3 separate regions of the Mus musculus genome follow, and regions 1 and 2 are each linked to region 3. The links are chromatin contacts, called in public Hi-C maps. All regions are on one chromosome and are shown on one strand. Each heading gives the region's core, a stretch centred on a gene start, on an enhancer-like site or on the middle of the called end of the contact. The rest is flanking DNA. Distances are from core to core; before and after follow the strand shown. Region 1 has its middle 92 kb from the start of Gm33592. Region 2 overlaps Dnajc1 (DnaJ heat shock protein family (Hsp40) member C1). Region 3 has its middle 20 kb from the start of Carlr.

What was found. A called contact is a pair of places that touch in the nucleus more often than the background predicts.
Region 1: a Hi-C map of double positive thymocytes shows a contact between it and region 3, with 2.5 times the contacts expected there. The contact joins two enhancer-like sites. A contact is called at or near these places in 2 of 484 Hi-C or Micro-C datasets (bone marrow-derived macrophages and double positive thymocytes).
Region 2: a Hi-C map of the HPC-7 cell line shows a contact between it and region 3, with 2.2 times the contacts expected there. The contact joins two enhancer-like sites. A contact is called at or near these places in 1 of 39 promoter capture datasets (the C10 cell line), 4 of 484 Hi-C or Micro-C datasets (CD4 T cells, the HPC-7 cell line, embryonic fibroblasts and 1 more), 2 of 115 datasets of contacts at active chromatin or transcription factors (bone marrow-derived macrophages and embryonic hindbrain) and 1 of 9 other capture datasets (embryonic stem cells).

What each region holds. Positions count from the first base shown.
Region 1 is chr2:19,097,669-19,100,613 of GRCm38.p6, forward strand. No RefSeq gene overlaps it. Among named protein-coding and RNA genes, the nearest start is that of Gm33592, 92 kb to the left of the region's middle. Within about 2 kb of position 1,338, at least 2 of the 459 cell types and tissues checked have an H3K27ac peak or open chromatin away from gene starts, as enhancers often do. A contact at or near this core is called in double positive thymocytes, where this site is marked.
Region 2 is chr2:18,370,949-18,373,941 of GRCm38.p6, forward strand. The region is part of intron 1 of Dnajc1 (DnaJ heat shock protein family (Hsp40) member C1); the gene reads right to left. Among named protein-coding and RNA genes, the nearest start is that of Dnajc1, 20 kb to the right of the region's middle. Within about 2 kb of position 1,488, at least 20 of the 459 cell types and tissues checked have an H3K27ac peak or open chromatin away from gene starts, as enhancers often do. A contact at or near this core is called in the HPC-7 cell line, where this site is marked.
Region 3 is chr2:18,820,412-18,823,616 of GRCm38.p6, forward strand. No RefSeq gene overlaps it. Among named protein-coding and RNA genes, the nearest start is that of Carlr, 20 kb to the left of the region's middle. Within about 2 kb of position 1,475, at least 248 of the 459 cell types and tissues checked have an H3K27ac peak or open chromatin away from gene starts, as enhancers often do. A contact at or near this core is called in the HPC-7 cell line and double positive thymocytes, where this site is marked.

The sequences.
Region 1 (2,945 bases), core at 88-2,587, 280 kb after region 3:
CACACACACATACACACACACACACACACACGCACACACACACGAGAGAGAGAGAGAGAGAGAGAGAGAGAGAGAGAGAGAGAGAGAGAGAGAGAGAGAGACACCCTGTCTCAAGGACATAAAGAGAATTCCTGAAGGGCACATGAAGATAGAATTTAGAAGAATTGAGTTCATCTTCTGTTGAGACAAGGTTTCCTCTCGTATCTCAGGGTGGCTTGAAACCCTGCCCCCCTTGATCTCCTGCCTTTACCATGCCTGGCTAAGGATTGGATTTTTAACTAACCCTTTCTCATAGCAGTTACACTCCCCTAGGTACAACTCCAAAATTCACTTACACGTTTAATACCCCTTTGTGAAATAGTTTGGGCTGAGGTACTACAGATTTTGGATTCTTTCAAGGTTTAGAATAGTTGTGCACACATAAGGATGTATCTCAGGACTCACATCTAAACAGGAATTATACTTACGTTTCATACACATCTTAGACATACAGTCTGAAGGGTACTTTTTAAAAATAATTTTATTCATTAAACATATTTTCCCTCTTATGGCATCCTGGTGGTGTTCAACAAGTTACATCTTTTGGAACAATTTGGAATTTTGAATTAAGGATGTCTTCCTGTCTTTCATGATCATTATTAAGGATATATTCCTGTTCTGAAGAGAATTAAAGGACAACATTTCTAGAGACCCATGCATTTCTTTTCTCTTTTTACAGAGACAAGCCTAATGTACATGGCACACATGCTTCTTGGAGCCCACAGAGGAGGCTGGGATACCTGGGAGCAGAAGCCTCCTGTCCTCCCTCTGACAGGTCCATCTCACAGTCCTGGCATCATGGTATCTCACTACTCCATTCTTTCTTCTTCTTTCACTGGCTTGAGTGTTCTTGCCACAACCAGCCCATGCTCTGTGCTGTCTGTGGAGACATCTCCAGGCATGCCTTCACCCTAAGCTCCATATACCCTTTCTTCTCCACCCAGCCTCTCCTGCCAGCCTTGCAAGCTCTTTGAAAAAAGCAGGAAAAAACCAATCCTAGGTAAGAAAAGAGAAAACAAATAGAACCCAGCACATCTAGAAACTCCCCTGCCTGGTGGAATACCCGCCCATGAAACAGGACAGTGGTACAGCTAAGCATGCCCTTAGATCTCAGGTAAAAAAAGATGTCTGGGATAAAGGCACACAACACGCACACAGAATCGCATATAAACTTGAATTGAAAGCAATATAAAGCTGATCTAACACTAGAAAATGGAGCCATGTGTCTACGAGCTGCTTGAGAAAGTGCTTCAGAACATAACGGAGTTTTTATAGCCCCCTTGAGGTTCAGCTCCCTTACAGTTTCCTGTTTTGGTCATATACCTTGCTGAGCATTGGTCACAGTACACAGCTGTGTTGTCACCCCCATGAGATGTAAGCTGCTCCTGTCACCTCAGGACCTTCCTTTGTGTCCCTTGGAATCAATCTCCTCCACCTCCATTGCAGCCCTGAGCCTAGCAACCACAGCTCTGTCACCTGTCACAATAACTTTGCTTTTGTTAAAAAAGGCATGGGATCACACAGGTTAGGCATGGGATCACACATTGGGGCCTTCCTTGGGTCTGGTTTCTTTCACTCAGCAGAGTTACCAAGACATATTCACGCTCTTGTAAGCTTCAGGAATTCATTTCTTTTAGTTGCAGGTTCCTGGCATGGTCATACCCTGCACTTTGTTTACCCACAGACAAACATTTGGACTTTCATGTGGGAGCTTATCGTAGACAAGGTTATATAAGTATCCAATCAAGTTTTCATATGGGCATATATAAAAAAGTACTTATTTATGTGTGTGAGTGTACACACACACACACACACACACACACACACACTCCCATGTACCAAAGTGTACGTGTGTGCACCACAAGCCTGCAGTGCTCAGTAGACTAGAAGATAGTGTCAGATCTCCTGGAACTGGAGTTATCTGCAGTTGTCAGCCACATGATGTGGGTGCTGGAAGTTGAACCAGGGTCTTCTGGAAGAGAAGCAGGTACTGTTAACTGTTGAATCATCTCTCTAGCCCTTGTGGCCTTTCTCTTGATACCCAGGGATGCAATCTAGGTGCATTAGAATATTGGTGCACATATAAAATAAAGCCACATTTCACTTTTAAAAGAAACTTGTGAGGCTTACCTCTAACAGGGGCACTAACATTTCATATTTTCACCATCAGTTAAGAAGTGTTCCAACTGCATTGCATCTTACTATTCTTCTTCACTTGTTTTAATCATAGCCATTTTATCATATATGGAAGGGTATCTATCTCATGGTGGATTGAATTTATATTTCCCTGCCAACTAAGTTGGTACTATACAACTTTGTGTGTGCTCACTGGCCATTCATTTTCCTTCTCTTGTAAATGTCTAGTCAAAACTTTTGCCCATTTCCCAATTGAATTATTTGTCTAATTACTGAATTTCAGGAGATATTTTTATTTTTAAATTGTTTTAATTAGATATTTTCTTTATTTACATTTCAAATGTTATCCCCTTTCCTAGTTTCCCCTCTGAAAATCCCCTATCCTCTCCACCCTCTCCCTGATCCCCAACCCATTCACTCCTGCTTCCTGGCCTAGGCATTTTCCTATACTGGGGCATAGAGCCTTCACAGGACCAAGGGCCTCTCCTCCCATTGATGACCGACTAGGCCATCCTCAGCTACATATGCAGCTAGAGCCATGAGTCCCACCATGTGTTTTCTTTGGTTGGCGGTTTAGTCTCTGGGAGCTCTGGGGATACTGGTTAGTTCATAGTGTTGTTCCTTCTAAGGGCCTGCAAACCCCTTCACCTCCTTGGGTACTTTCTCTAGCTCCTTCATTGGGGATCCTGTGCTCAGTCTAATGGATGACTGTGAGCATCCACTTCTGTATTAGTCAGGCACTGGCAAAGCCTCTCAGGAGACATCTATAT
Region 2 (2,993 bases), core at 238-2,737, 450 kb before region 3:
ATGTGTTAAGACCAAATGCAATTATAAATCAGTTATAGGTATTGATGAATTCTGCAAATTTCATGAAGCACATCTGTCTTTTAGTGACCTAAATGCCTCCTTTGCTACTCTCATCTGGTTTTAATTAGGAAACATTTTCAAAAGAAGTGGTTATTCAGAAACCCAAATATACATGTTCTTTACTATGAAATGATAACTACTCAAGTTTTTTGTCATGAAGGTTTGCTTTTAGTTTAATTTGTTTGGTTGGTTTTGTTAGAGTCACCTCAATTTTTCTTCTAGGAAAATCAGATAGAGTAACTTCCCTTGGGCAGACTGTTCTCGAGAGACTGTAGAGCGTGCTGAAGGGGTTTATAAGTCACAGACCACAAGCTGATGCATGAGCGGCTCTATCTGTGACTACACTGATGGCTTAAAAAAACAAAAACAAAAAAACCCTTTGCATCTTGAAAAGCTTTGTATTTTTTAAGACAGTAACAGGCGTACTGCTGTTTCATCTTCCTGCTTCCCAAACAGGCATATGGCTTCTTTTAACTATGTGTATTTGAGAGCAAGAATCCTATTTCCACACACTCTAAAAACTAAAAAACCCACACCGCAACACGGTGTTCAAATATTTGGTAAAGAACATCTTGTGAAATACTTACTGGCTTATGTGAAAAGCTTTATTTCTATAAAGTATGTGAGACTGCAAAAGATGTGATTTGTTCAATGATAAACTAAGGCCATCCACATAAATGTTGTGTCTTTTTATTGCATTTTTGTTTTGTTGTTAAGACAAGGTCTTATGTAGCTCAATCAGGCCTCAAAATGCTTTATAGTCAAAGCTGTCTTCAAACTTCTGATCCTGAGGTCTCAGCCTCCCAAATGCCAAGATTACAGGAGCACCACACCACACTTAGCTCTCTATTTTCCTGTTACTCACACCCTCAAAGGCTCAACATTATCCTACATGCAAAAACAGCATGTCAAGTTTTCTCCAAACACACCAGTTATCACTGAATCTTAATAATACTTTAAAAATTACTAATTAAAGCCAGGCATGGTGATAGATGCCTTTCAGCACTTGGGAGGCAAAGACAAACAGATCTCTTTGGGTTCAAGGCCAGCTTAGTCTACACAGTGGGTTTCAGGTCAGCCAGGGGTAACATAGTGAGATTACATCTCAAGCAAATGAACAAACAAACAAAACTGTCTGGTCAAAATGCTAACAGATAGCTCGAGGACAAGTCTGAAGGAATCCAGACCCAATAAAGATTAACAGCCACTTAAAATGATTGCCCTTGCCTTTCAGGAGCAAGGGATGTTCTCAGCTCTGGCTTCTCTCAACTCTTCTTCCTAAGCCACAAAATGCAAAAGAGCTGAAGAATTCTGTCTTCTTGGGACAAAGGCTATATTTATTGATTTCTATGATCATGTTAAGATCGGTGAAGGAAGAGACGAGCTTCCCTCAGTCTTTTCACAAATTTAGGTTACCCACGGGCTCTCCTATTTCTCTTCTCTTCCATAACTCCAGTACAACCGCAGTAAAGGGTCTCATCAAACGAAGCAGCATCAGTGAAGAGCCATAGGGGCTGATGGTAAGTGTAAGTAGCAGAAACCCCTCACCCTGCTCGAGAGCGAGCCAGAGCACACGGATGCTTTCTCAGACATTATTCATCACACAGCTGTCCCCTACTTCCTGAAATAATCTCACGAGCTAGAAGCAGACAAACTAGAATACTAGGACTTAGTATTCAAATACCAGACAAACTTCAGGAATTTATCTTAGCTACCATCAGACTTCAAGAGAAATGAAAACAATATGATACACTATGCCACGTAAACACACTATTTAGCTAAAAGCTGCAATCTAGGTAAGTTTAAGTTACAACATGCAGATTTGGTAAAGATTCCTCTCAGAAATCCACTTCCTTCTTTTCTAGATAGCCACATAAACCAAACCTTGAATCAAAATACATTTTGTAAAGGTGAAGCAAGTACCCAAAGCACTAATTCTTAGACCCAAACAACAACTCACGTGGCCCAATGTCCAGACCTCGTGCATGTGTTCTCAATAACTGCTAAGTCAGTTTAGGATGTGAGTTTAGACCTGATCCCAAGCATGTGACCAAAATACAGTCATCCAGAAGCGGAAAGTCAAGTATTAAGGTTTTTTTTTTTTTATTTCCCTCTACTAAACAAAGCAAAAACAAACAAACAAAAACAAAACAAGACAAAACCTTAATATAGCTAATATAGTATCTGAGTCAGGAAGGCAATATTCCTGAAAAACTATGCCACCTATGCTAAACATTCTACTTGAGATCAGAATTTAAAATTTTTTCAAATAATCTAAAACAGAAACCACCCTAGATCTCCCCTAAGAAGAAGGAGGATTTTAAGAACTGGCTTAGAAGGCAGATGGAAATGCTTGTGGGGATGTAATTAATTTTTAGGGTCTTGTTGCTTTCATTAGTCCTCATAGCATCTATACATTTTGGAGGACTCTACCCCCACCCACTCTTTCCTGCAATTTCTGCAGTTTGGAGACTACAATCTTGCAACATATGAACCCATACATAGGGATATAGGAGAAATATCTGGCATGTGGAGAAAGCCTATCTAAAGAAGGAATGATGAAATGCAACTTAAAGGCAGAATTCCAGTAAAAGAGATAGCTTAGTTTGCTTTTTTCCCCTTTGTCCACAATAGCTTTACTGATGAAGCAACTCTGCAAGTCAGACTATCGTTCAATAGATAAAAGGACCATTAATCTCTTTTCCTTCTCTCAGCAAAGCTTGTTACAGGTCTTCAACCTCTTTGCTGTTTTTTCTAACAATCAAAGTCGTCTGTCCTAACTTTCACTGCTTTCTTACCAGAAACTCTGTGGAAAGTTTAGTTTCCTATTTCTCTTTCTCACAACTAGAAGCTAAGTCTTCACACTCTCTAGTCTAACATTATATTAAGAAGTCCTTTCTGTATTTTTTCTGTATTCTATAACTTTCATGATG
Region 3 (3,205 bases), core at 225-2,724:
CCCACACCTCCTCCAGCAGCTGACCGACCTGTGCTCCCGAAGATTGTTTCCTCGAGTGTTTGTCAATAGCTTGACTCTATTTCTGATGTTGTATGGTCTTCTCAGACTTGACTTCTTTCTCTCCTCCCAGGCCCTCATCAGTGGATTGAGCAAAGCTGTGGCAGAGCAAATCCAGGTTTATGCACCACATTAGTTATCCAACAGACAAAGAAACATCTGCGCCACACTAGTTATCCAACAAAGAAAAATCCACACCACACTAGTTATCCAACAGACAAAGAAACATCCACACAGGGCCGGGGAGGCAGCTCCGTGGTTAAAGCACTTGCCTGGCACGCATGAGGACCTCAGATCCTCGGAACCAATGAAAATATTGAATCTGGAGGCCCATCTGAAAATTTAGCCTCTTGTAGTTAAGACGGAGGCTTCCTGAAAGCAATCTGGCTAGCAGGACCAGCCATGTCTAAGAGCTCCAAGTTTGATTGAAGGAACCTTCCTGCCTCAAAGAAAAATGTGGAAAAGCAACTGAGGGTGATTCTAGACATGAACCTCAGGCCTCTAGATCCATGTGAACATATGTGAACATTTACTGCCCCCACACGTGCAAAACATGCATGTGTACAGACAGACACACACACACACACACACACACACACACACACACACACACACACATGAATATTGGGGGACAGGAATAAGAAGACTCAATCAGTAGAGTGACCCAGGAGGAACCTAGGGAAGGCTTAGTGGACAGAGGGCTTAGAAGAATATAGCTCCGCCCATTCAAGGCTACTCTCTGTGAGCAAAGCCTCACTCAGAGGCTCACAGGTTCCTTGAAAGAAGTGGTGGGAGCCCCTTTGGACTGGGTTCCAAGATGGTGTGAGTCGAAGGGTGGGTCCTTCTGAGAACAGGAATGCTGCCTTGTACATTAATGCATTTTGATACACCCTCACAAGGCGCACACAGCCTTCCTCCTCAAACCCGCCATATCTGCAGGGAATAATCACTGTCACATAGTACAGCAAGAAATCCCGACCTCATGTTCCTCTGTCCAAAACCTGTGGGGAAGAAAAGCAAGGCTAGTCTACCACTTGTTCACACAGCCTTACACAGCGTGTAGCTGCTGGGGACAAGGAAGTGAAGGCCAAGCGGCCCCCAGCCTCTCTGACCCCAGCGGTTGTCACCATTGTCCATTGCTTATAAATTGTCAGAACAAACAGAAAACGTGAACTCAGACGACCTTGAGGAAGCCACAATTCAGGAAGGAGTCCGTGAGCCCTGGTCAGAAGCCTGTGCTTGGAGCAGCCTGGGTCCTCCCGGGTTGAGGTTCCCCCTGTGGCCTCAGCCCCTGTGTGGTGCTTATTGGAAAGTCTTGCCTTTCCCTTCACTTCCTCTCTCTCCTGTCTTCACCCTGAATGGGAAACAGCTGGCCAGCCTCCATCTTCCTTGAAGGTGGTTATTGAGTTCTGCCCGGTTTCGGTTTCATTTTCCTTCCGTATGCATTGTGCTTTGTCACTTACCAGGCGTCTAAGGTGCCGTGCAAGCAGGAAAACTCATTACTGCCACAATGACTGCTGCCTCTGTGCCTTCCAGGAGGCACGAGGCCTGTGGGCTGTAAGGCAATGAATACAACTAAAGGAGAGAAGAGGCGCATGCAGGGCGGGGGAGGGCAGGAGAGATTATATGGAAATGATTGCTTTTTTCAGCAAATCTGACGCTTGCCCTGACAGGAAGTGATTGAGAAAGTGGACACTGGTGGGCTAATTAGCCACTTGGGGAAAGTTAGACAGTATTTTTGTGCATGGCAAGAGGGATTTCCTCAGAAGTGGTCCCAGATCTGAGAAGTTGACTCCAGGGCAAGGCAGGTGCAGAGAGCAGCAAGACCCTGGAAGGGAAGCCTGACCTGCAGAGTAGGTGTCATGAAATATGACAAAGGCGAACCAGGGCAGTCAGAGGTCCCGGTGGGATCAATGACAATGTCAGGCCTTGCAGAAAGGCCTGGAGAAACGGTGAGGAAAGAACACTTACACATGTAGTCCACGCTTAATAAAAGAGTAATTCCAATGACATTGGATTAATAAATATCACTTCGAGAGATCGCTGCACCCAAGTTTAAGACGGAAAGAATATAAACTAAGGTAAACAGAGAAGAGAGAGAGGAGATGGGTTACTGGACGGGGAAATGCCAGTTTGTTTGTACCAGATCATTTCAGCTGTCCAAACCCACTGTCACCTGGACAGTAAAGACGTTGCTGCCTTTTGGCAGCTCCATAGACTTTTTTTTTTCTTTAAAAAGGCTTCTTTTGCAAAGTTGATTTTAACATAAGTCTTGAGCAAGCTTAACATGTAAAACCCCACTCAGGGCCAGTGCAGTTACGTTAGGGTTTTAATTTTCCCTTGCAGGCAGAATTTCTCTCTCTGCTGGTTACTGTACACGCCTGCCAAGAGCATAAAAGAGCCATCATGGGAAAGTGTTTCCAATGCTGGGAGCCAATCCAGGCCTGTCCCGGAGGCTGGTGGCCAATCAATGTGAGTGAGGACAGCTGAGGGGAGACGAATGTTCCTAGGCTTCTCGGGGGGTTGACAGCACCTCTGTGCATGACGGCTACTGCTGGAAAGACAAGTTTGTGGTGGTTTCCAGCGAGGTTTATCTTCGGAATCCGTTAGAGATTGTTTTCTGCCAGCAGGGATAAGCTCAAACTCAACCTTGGAGCTCAGAATGATGGTATGGACGCTGGCTCCTTTTTATACACCACCCAAGCCATCCTGACACCCCCCCCTTCAGAAACAGGAATTCCAGAAATGGGGGTGCAAGAAAGGAATGCAAGGGGTGCTTTATAGTAAATAGTATCTTTGCCTCCTTACCAGCCTCCCACCCCACCCCCTTCATACTGCTCTTGTGGTATTTAGAGTAACACCAGGCTGTCCTGAGTTGACAACTGCATTTGTATCCTGTGGTCTGGGCTGTATATTCAGGATAGATAAGATAGGAAAGAAAGACAAGGATTCTGAAGTCCCTCGAGATCATTCTGCTCACAAAAGCTTTTGTTTAGCTCCTGGCCCCGTTCAAAGGACAGTAGACTTAGAGGTTTCTATGCAAATGTGTCCTTTCCCCATTAAGAAAAGTGACCTTTATGGTAATATTGGAATAGCAACATCAATTCCTGGGTTAATAAGACTCTCTGGCCTAAAGGGAGGGTGTTCT